Linked DNA regions of Sus scrofa: region 1 is linked to region 2. A link is a contact called in public HiChIP or PLAC-seq data. All regions are on one chromosome and are shown on one strand. The core of a region is the stretch at or near the end of the contact, and the rest is flanking DNA. Distances in the headings are between cores, read along the strand shown.

Evidence for each region. HiChIP or PLAC-seq counts read pairs in DNA pulled down with a chosen protein or histone mark.
Region 1: a contact with region 2 is called in an H3K27ac HiChIP or PLAC-seq map of skeletal muscle, with 2.0 times the contacts expected there. The contact joins two enhancer-like sites. A contact is called at or near these places in 5 of 47 Hi-C or Micro-C datasets (heart right ventricle, liver and skeletal muscle) and 1 of 2 datasets of contacts at active chromatin or transcription factors (skeletal muscle).

The regions. Positions count from the first base shown.
Region 1 is chr2:145,213,635-145,217,831 of Sscrofa11.1, forward strand. No RefSeq gene overlaps it. Among named protein-coding and RNA genes, the nearest start is that of NR3C1, 290 kb to the left of the region's middle. Within about 2 kb of position 2,262, at least 11 of the 83 cell types and tissues checked have an H3K27ac peak or open chromatin away from gene starts, as enhancers often do. A contact at or near this core is called in skeletal muscle, where this site is marked.
Region 2 is chr2:145,040,024-145,044,296 of Sscrofa11.1, forward strand. No RefSeq gene overlaps it. Among named protein-coding and RNA genes, the nearest start is that of NR3C1, 110 kb to the left of the region's middle. Within about 2 kb of position 1,593, at least 15 of the 83 cell types and tissues checked have an H3K27ac peak or open chromatin away from gene starts, as enhancers often do. A contact at or near this core is called in skeletal muscle, where this site is marked.

The DNA of each region.
Region 1 (4,197 bases), core at 1,012-3,511, 170 kb after region 2:
ACAAGACAAGGAAAGTAGACACTAAAAAAGGGCAATGTTCCATAATTCACAGCCAGCGACCTGGCCATGTTACTTAATCTCTACAAGCCTTAATTTCTTCCTTCCAGAGGCACGGAGATGATGGCATCTACTTTACAGGCTGGAATTAAGTGAGAGAATATATGCAAAGATTTTAGCACAGTATGTTCAAATAATATTCCCATAATTATGACGACGATTGGATCCACTATTTTACCTTCTTTGCCATGGCCTTTCAATCCTTGTGATTTTGTTTTATGGTATATGAGGGAGAGAACTGCATACTAGTGGAAAACACGGCCTGAATTTTCTGGCTTTAACTGTCTAAAGCTAAAACAACTTTCCTTTTAACATCACGTGGTGTCATTGAAAGAAAAAAACTGAGGTCATGTGACTGACTTAGCTCTCCCGAGAGGACATGCCTACTGACCTCCACACGGCTAGAGCAGTTGACCTCATTATTATGGATCATGAATCCTTCACTTCATTGACGTCTTCATCAGTAAAGTTGGAATAAATGCCTTTAATGTACATTCCATCCCTTCTCCCTCCCTAATCTAATTCCCAAATGTTAGGCATCTAGGCAATAGCATAAACCAAAAACTCATACTCAGTCTTTAGGGCCCTTCCTAAACATTCTCACGTGTAATGATCTTTGAGTATAGACAGAGCAGCTGTCTGTGTTTACAACAAAGACGCTGAAGCCCCGAAGGTTAAGTAATATAGCCATAGCAACCAAGCTAATCCATGGTCAAATCAGTACAGAGAATAATTCCAGTTGCTCCCAAGATGGATGAGACGGCAATTTTCCTCAGAGCGGCACAGACCTAGCAGCAGTCACCTCGCTGAGCTGATACTCACACAGTTGTGATGAGTAGCCTATGGGAAAATAATAAAAGCAGCTAACACTTCTTGAACACTAAAGTCCCAAGCACAGTGCAAGCACTTGACATGAATTATCTCTAATTCTTATAACAAACGGATAAGGTGGGACTATTACTATCTGTACTTGCTAGAGGAGCAATTAGGCTAAGAGATTTTTAACAATTTGTTCAAGGTTGCCCAATAGCAGGTGGTGAAGGATAAGACCAAAATGCAGGTCTTCCTGACGCCCTTCTGGCTCAAAACTCATAACTAACATGGACACTGTTTCTTTTAGTTACTTAGCACTGTCCATTTCATGACTAGATGTTATACTGATGTTGACCTCACTTTTTGGAGAAACAGGAGTGGTGTGGAGTGGGACGGGGGAGGCAGGGAGAGAAGGACGGGGCGGAGGGAGGAATGCCTCACACCCGTTCCACCTTGGCTTGCCTTCCTTATGTATTCATTCCTACTCCACAGCCAGGTGCCGGGCGAGATGCTAGGTCATAGCTGTGAAGATAAGTGCCCCAGGAATCCTGCATCCACTTTTCCCAGCAGACCCCATGTGTGAGACCAGGTGAGAAGACGTGAGAACCACGCTGTAACATCACCTGCAGCTTTCTCTAGATAGGCTGATGTGAGAGAACTCCCTGGCAGCTGAAAACACCTAGGAGAATGTTCACAAGAATATGTAACTGCTTCTCTTAGAGCCAGTTGTGGAGCCCTGATTTGACTTAGGGTATGTAGGAGGCACTCTGCATCCCCCTCGACATGGAGAGGATCGTGTTGCAGCCCTGAGGTTGTGTGTCACCGTAGTGAAGCAGCAGGCACAACACTGCCGTTGGCCAGTAACTGTTTCCAATAACAATCAGGCTGCCTCCATGCAGGGCTCTGAATGCCTGGCAGGACACAGCTAGGGGTCTCCTTGTTTTCTGTGGCCCCAGGCCAGGGCTGGTGGGCCTCTCCTCCCTCCCTTCTAATGAACCTCCAAGCTGCCCTGGGATTAGTCCAGCCTTCTTCCTATCTTCCCTGATAACCAACCACTGTCAGTCATTAAGAATTTCAGGAGAGGGAAAAATGTGGCAACTACAGATCCCCAAATGTGGCATGACTCATGATATCATCTGGTCCCAAAGAGCAATTTTGCTATTATTTCTGCTCAACATCTCTTTCCGTCAAACTAAAATGGCAGATTAAAAAAAAAAAAAAAAGCCCTGAGTAAAGGATGAAAAGTTTCATAATGGGATTTGAAAGCCTGGGCAATCATGTCATTAAAAAAAAAAAAAAAAAGCTGGCTGCGAAACGGCTTGCTCAAATGACACCAGGCACACTGCCTGGTGAACTTCAGATGAATAGGCATTGGAGTCTGTCTGGGCCTGATTTTCAGAGCCTTCTTAAAGACAGGAATCTGAGGCAGGCATGCAAACTACACTAAGACTGAGCCATGCATGGTTAGCTTGAGGGAACTTGGACGGTGGTCTTTATTGGCTTGCCAGAATTTCTGCGTGGAGTCACGCCCACCATTCCTTCTCCCAAAGGGAGAGAAAAACAGACACAACTCTGATCCATGGAATATGGTCAACAGATGTCTGCCTCACACAGCTGAGGGGGGTTGGCTTTCCTGAAATGTAAAGATAGCGCAAGGTGTCTTGGGAAGCATGGAGAAAGGAAGCTCATATCCCCGTGCGCTGCTCCCACGTGAGGACGGGGATGAAAACATCCTTCTGTGCCGTGCACTAGGTGCTCCCTCCAGTTCAAGATCGAGATGCAAGAAGCTGTAACTCAAGAAGCAACATCCACCACGTAGTTCTCAGAGCCGTGGTCACCTTCACCTGGGCTGACCGCGACATCACTGCTATCCTTAACCCTACATTCACACTCTCCCCTGACTCACTTCCTTTGTTTCCTTCACAGACTGTTAGTCTCCTAGCAACTGCTGACATCCTCCTCGCCCTGGGCTTACCTTTTTCCTGAACCGACCCCATGGACCTTCGAGACAGCCAAGGGCATTTGCCTAGCCCTCGAGTCAGCTGAATATACAGATGCCTGTACCTGTGCCAGTGCATCTGTATCATACTTGTGGTCCACCTGCTCTTTGTTTACCAGCTTCCACACACACGTACGTTAACTTTGCCTTCTCACTTGAGAGACATCCGGGCTAGTGTCTTAGGTCACCACCTAGGAGGATTCGAGAACATTACTTACAGTGAATCAGGGCCACCTTTGTGCATGCTGCAGAAACCTGTCTTTTTTTAAAAAAAATGCACCTTGTTTTATGAACACTTAACATGTGAAAATTCAGATCCAGGTATGAGAATCAAATTGACACATAACTTTTTGGGAACTCCGTGGGCTGACGAAAGCAGTGCTTTTCAAGGAGGTAGATACCACTTCCCCAGAAACGTTTTGGAAATTTGTGGGAGGATTTTTGCTAGTCCCAATGATTGAGGTAATGTGGTTGGCATTTAGTCAGTGGGGCCTAGGGAGGCTAGATTAGACAGTCTTATACAACCAAGAATTGTCCTGACAGACATCCTGGAGCCTAAAACCAATTCTTTGAGACATAATCACGAATTGTTTTTATACAGTCTTAATGCAGCCTGAATTTTCTAGGAATGCAACTACTGTAAAAATAAAAGAAGGAGATCGTATTTTGATTTCTTTGGAATGTTACCAAGAGGTTTTCATCACTGGGAAGTTGCGGGGTGTATGCGGCGGGAAAATCACACTGCAGACAGCAATGCACCAAGAAGTTTTTGAGTCACCAGTGAACACAACTCTATCAGGCTGCATTGTGATGGTTGCATTCATGGTCATACATACTCTCAGTATTAGGAATAGCAAAATCCATGGTAATATATTGTATCTCTTAAAAAATATCTTCTACTGTTGTCACGCCTGAGAGTTCTTACTGATGAAATGTTACTTTATGACTTTTACTGTCCTTTTACATTATACATAGGACACTATATTCTTTAAAATTTCATATGCTATAAAATACATGAATATGGATTTTTTTTCTTCTCTTTTTTTGGAAGGTCCCAGGCTAGGGGTCGAATCAGAGCTGCAGATGCAGGCCTACACCACAGCCACAGCAACGCCAGATCTGAGCCATGTCTGCAACCTACACCAACAGCTCACGGTAATGCCAGATCCTTAACCCTCTGAGTGAGGCCAGGGATTGAACCTGCATCCTCATGGTTACTAGTTGGGTTTGTTACGCTGAGTCACATAGCAAACTCCTGAATTCCTATATAGGATGGTCAAGAAGATATATATATTTTTTAATAAATATGAACTGTGCATTTAGTGGAG
Region 2 (4,273 bases), core at 343-2,842:
AACTGAGGTTTGTGCCTAACAGAACTATGCAAAACAAGAACTGCCCACACATAATAGGGATAACTCAAGACTGACATGGGAGGGCGAGTGCGTAACAGAGATTCCCACCCAGCAGAAAAGGTTTCTTGGAGGAGACATACAAGCTGAGGCTTGATAAATGCGTAGAACTTAGTCTGGTGAATGAGGAGTATAGGGAAGATTGTTCTGGGCAGAGATTAGAGGATGTATGAAGCCTCCAATGTAAGAAAGTGCATGGGGCATGGGGTGGCAGCCCTGGTTGTTTCAGGCTAATTGCGGGTGATAATCCCATTCCATCATCTTGGCTGCAGGCTGTTGCTCCTGGTTACCGGGCAGCACTGGTTAGCATGACTGGAAACCTTGAATGTCCTGTGTTGGGATAGTCACTTGAAGCAGGTACTGAAGGACAGTTTACTGCTTCCTCCAGACTGAGCAGTCCACCTCTGGCTGCTAGGAAAGTCACCAGGAAAATGGAACCAAATCAAACAAAATGAACTTAGATGCCAGTTTGTGTACATGATATAGGAAATGCCAATGATTTAGATACAAGTGCCCTAAGTACAGGATGGCATAAAGCAGAGAGAAAAATCCCTTTATGAGTCACAATTCAAAAGGTTGGTTCAAATATTTAAACAATGAACTGTATTTCTAGTCAAGCTACATAGAAAGAACAGTATCTTAATCTATCTGGCTAAAATATGAATGGTTTCAGGCCAGGCAATGCGCCCTGAAAATAATCTCATTTAATATTCACCACACCCTTATGAAATAGCTATTATTATTCCTGTTTTACAGATGAGGAAACTGAGGTTGAGTCACCTTGGGGCCACAGAGCTGGGATTCAAATGTAGGACTTATTCTAAAGCCTATGCCTTTCGCTAATACACCATCCGTATACTTCATCATTATACTTAATCATAATTAATGGAAACACACATACCAAATTGAGTGATTATTTTGCAGCACCAAGATACATGCTGGTTAAAGAACGGAGCAAGAATGTTCCATCCTCGTACAAACACTGAGATGCAGAAAATGCTCAAGAGTAGCACTTGTGAGAAAACTTGGAAGCAACTGGGTGGAATCCCAGGCATGAGCAATGCATTCAAGATTCTATTAGGAAAACAAAACAATGAGATTATCTCAATTATTGAGTTAACCATGGGATTTCACCATCTACATTCTGGCCATGAGTAAGACATTTATTTGAATTAGATAAGAATATATAATGTCATTTGAAGGAGGCCTAGTAAATTTAATAACAGAGATAAATGAAGCTGACAATGATCTCACACTTTATAAATCTAAACATGGGACCAAGGTTAGACACAGGGACCCCTGGCAGTTAATGAATGAGCTTGACTGCTGCTTTTTTACACTGTCAGCTGGAGACCAGGCATGATTTTCTTTAATGTTTCTTTCCTCTAACCAAGGCGATTAAGAAAGAATTAATTCAATTCTCTTTAAGCCAAAGTGCAGGGGCAAAAACAACCTTGAACCTTCTCTCCTCAAATAGCAGCCCTGTTGGTAATTTAATCACTAACGGAGTTGTGTAACTTGCCTATGACGAATGGTAAAATACCTACAATGTGGAAATCTGCCAGAGCCATTCCTTCGTTGGAAGGGGAGGCAGAGCCTTAGCCAGCTCATGTGCACTTTCTACCTCTGTGTCTTTTGCTCCCTGCCCTCAACTGCTGACATTGGTCTGCTATGAGGATAGAACATGGGAACTGTTCTAGATACAGCAAGAGTGAAGCCCCTGAAGCATTTTAGGCTATTCTGCTTCTGGGATCCGCCCCACCCATGCCCGTGGCCCTGCCCCCGGTGGTACTTGCCAGCACAGGGCTCCAGACCAGACTCCAGCAAGTTGAAAGGGCAACAAGGAATGAATGTGAGATTTTGCATGGTCGGGCTTCTTCTTTATTTTCCAGCCGTATCTCATGCCTCTTTCTCCCTGGCTTGCTCCAATGCTTAGTTTTAGACAAGGACATTTAGAATACAGTTAAGCTGTATTTGTTTTTTTTTCTTTTCTGATCTTCCCTTTCCTAATAATTAAATCTTTTCATTCCTCAGTTTCAGTGTAAGCTTCCTTTTCTGTTGGACCCTTTGCTAGATCACATGTACTACATTTGGTCTCCGTGTCACAAACTTTCATAGCCCCCCCTGTGCTTCCTAGCACTAAACCTGCTTCTCCTACTCTCTCTGCAAGATTAGAGGGTTCTGTGATGGCAGGTGCAGCATCGATCTTGTCACCGCTGTACTCCAACCCCCAGCAGGATGCCTGACATGTTACCTGCCCTCGGTATGTGCAGAATGAATGACTGCCTTCACTTTTCCTTCTGAAAAGGTATTATAAAATATTTAAGACCTGTGAAAATGTGTAAAGGACACAACCCCCAGGTATCACCTATAGATACAAGTTCAAATCCCTGCTTCCCAGTCCCCCATCACATTCTGCTCTTGAGAGGAAGTTAACTTCCTCTCAGGATCAGAATGATTATGCTCTGGTTATGGTTCCTATTTCCACACATTTCTTAATACGTCCACTGCACACATATGCAAACATTAGCACTTTGTATGTTGTTATAGTTTATATGTGCTACACTATAGCTACCCTCTGCAACTGGCATCTTTCAAGTTTTTGTGATTCATCCATGCTGTTGAATTTAGCTAGAGGTTATTTCACTGATGCGTATTATTCTATTGTATGACTACTCCACTATTCATCTGTTTTCTCGATGATGGGTTATTTTCTAATCTTTTCCTATAACACAATGCCATGAATATCCTCATTTGCAATGCCAGGAGTATCCTCACAATGCCATGAATATCTCACATTGTGCTGTGATATTCAATAGACTGGATCTTTTTGTTATCTGGAGGTCAAAACTGACATGTACTGAGTCTCTGAAAGCAACATGAGAGACATATAATTGGACAACTCATTTTATGTTTGTGTGAAAACAAGTATCAGTGGATTTTATGAGAAGCAGTGTGGAATAGTGAAAGCTGATAGAACACTGATCTGGGATTTAAACATGGGTGGATTGCAGGATCTGCTCTGCTGCTTAGCCTTCATGCTACATTCAAATACAAAGCCTCAGTTTTCACTCTGCGAAACTGGGATAATAGTCTCCTATTCGCCTACCTTGCAAGGTTATCACAAGCATCAAATGAAATAATGCTGCTGAAAAGATCTTTAAACCTGATGTATTTGCAACACTGGAACACCAACAACCAAATTTTATTACCCAAGTGTGATAGGGCAGAAGAGCTTTAATAAAATAACAATACAACAAGAATATTAAATAATCTATCATCCCTATATTTAAATTTGTTATCACCTCTAACTTATCATTTCCTACCTACACTTCCCTAGGGTGTACTCGAGATAATACCTTACCCCCAAAGCACAGGGTGGGTGAAAATCAGGCTCTTGAGAGAAATATGTTTAGGTCAATGGGTTTCCATTGCCTATAAAGTCCTACTGAGCAGATTATTGAAATGAATCAAATTGGTTCCAGAAAGTTATTTATTGCAAGATTCTGTCTCCAAGCTTAGATGTATGTTCAGTTTTGAGAATTGTAATGGTTCTGGAAAGAGTCTTCAAGCTCAAAACACCCGGGTTCACGTCTTGGCTCTACTTTTCTTGCCTTTGCTCAGGATAATAAGACAATCATGCATGGCTGTCGGGAGGATTAAACGAGCTAATGTCTATAAGGCAGCATATTGGTCCCTTCAGTATGTGGCTCCAAACCTGGCTTAGCTGAATTGTCTCCACAGGTAAGGCAAGGTTTGGGGGCTTCTGTTTCTCCATGTGATCTCAGGTACCCCAGTTTAACTCCTCTTCATGTGTTTTTTTTTTTTTCTTTTCTGTCTTTTGAGGACTGCACCTGTGGCATATGGAGGTTCCCAGGCTAGGGGTTGAATCGGAGCTGAAGCTGCCAGCCTACACCACAGCCACAGCAATGCCAGATCTGAGCCGTGTCTGCAGCGTACATCACAGCTCAAGGCAACGCTGGATCCCTAACCCACTGAGGGAGGCCAGGGATCGAACCTACAACCTCATGGTTCCTAGTCGGATTCATTTCTGCTGTGCCACTATGGGAATTCCCTCTTCAGGTTTTAAACGGTTGGTGCAGCCATTCTGTCGGGACCTTCAGCTGTCATACATCTCCTGCCTCTTCTGAATAAATGATGTGTTCAGTGCCCAATAGCGCTGAACCCGCTACCACAGAGGTTTAGAGGTGCTCAG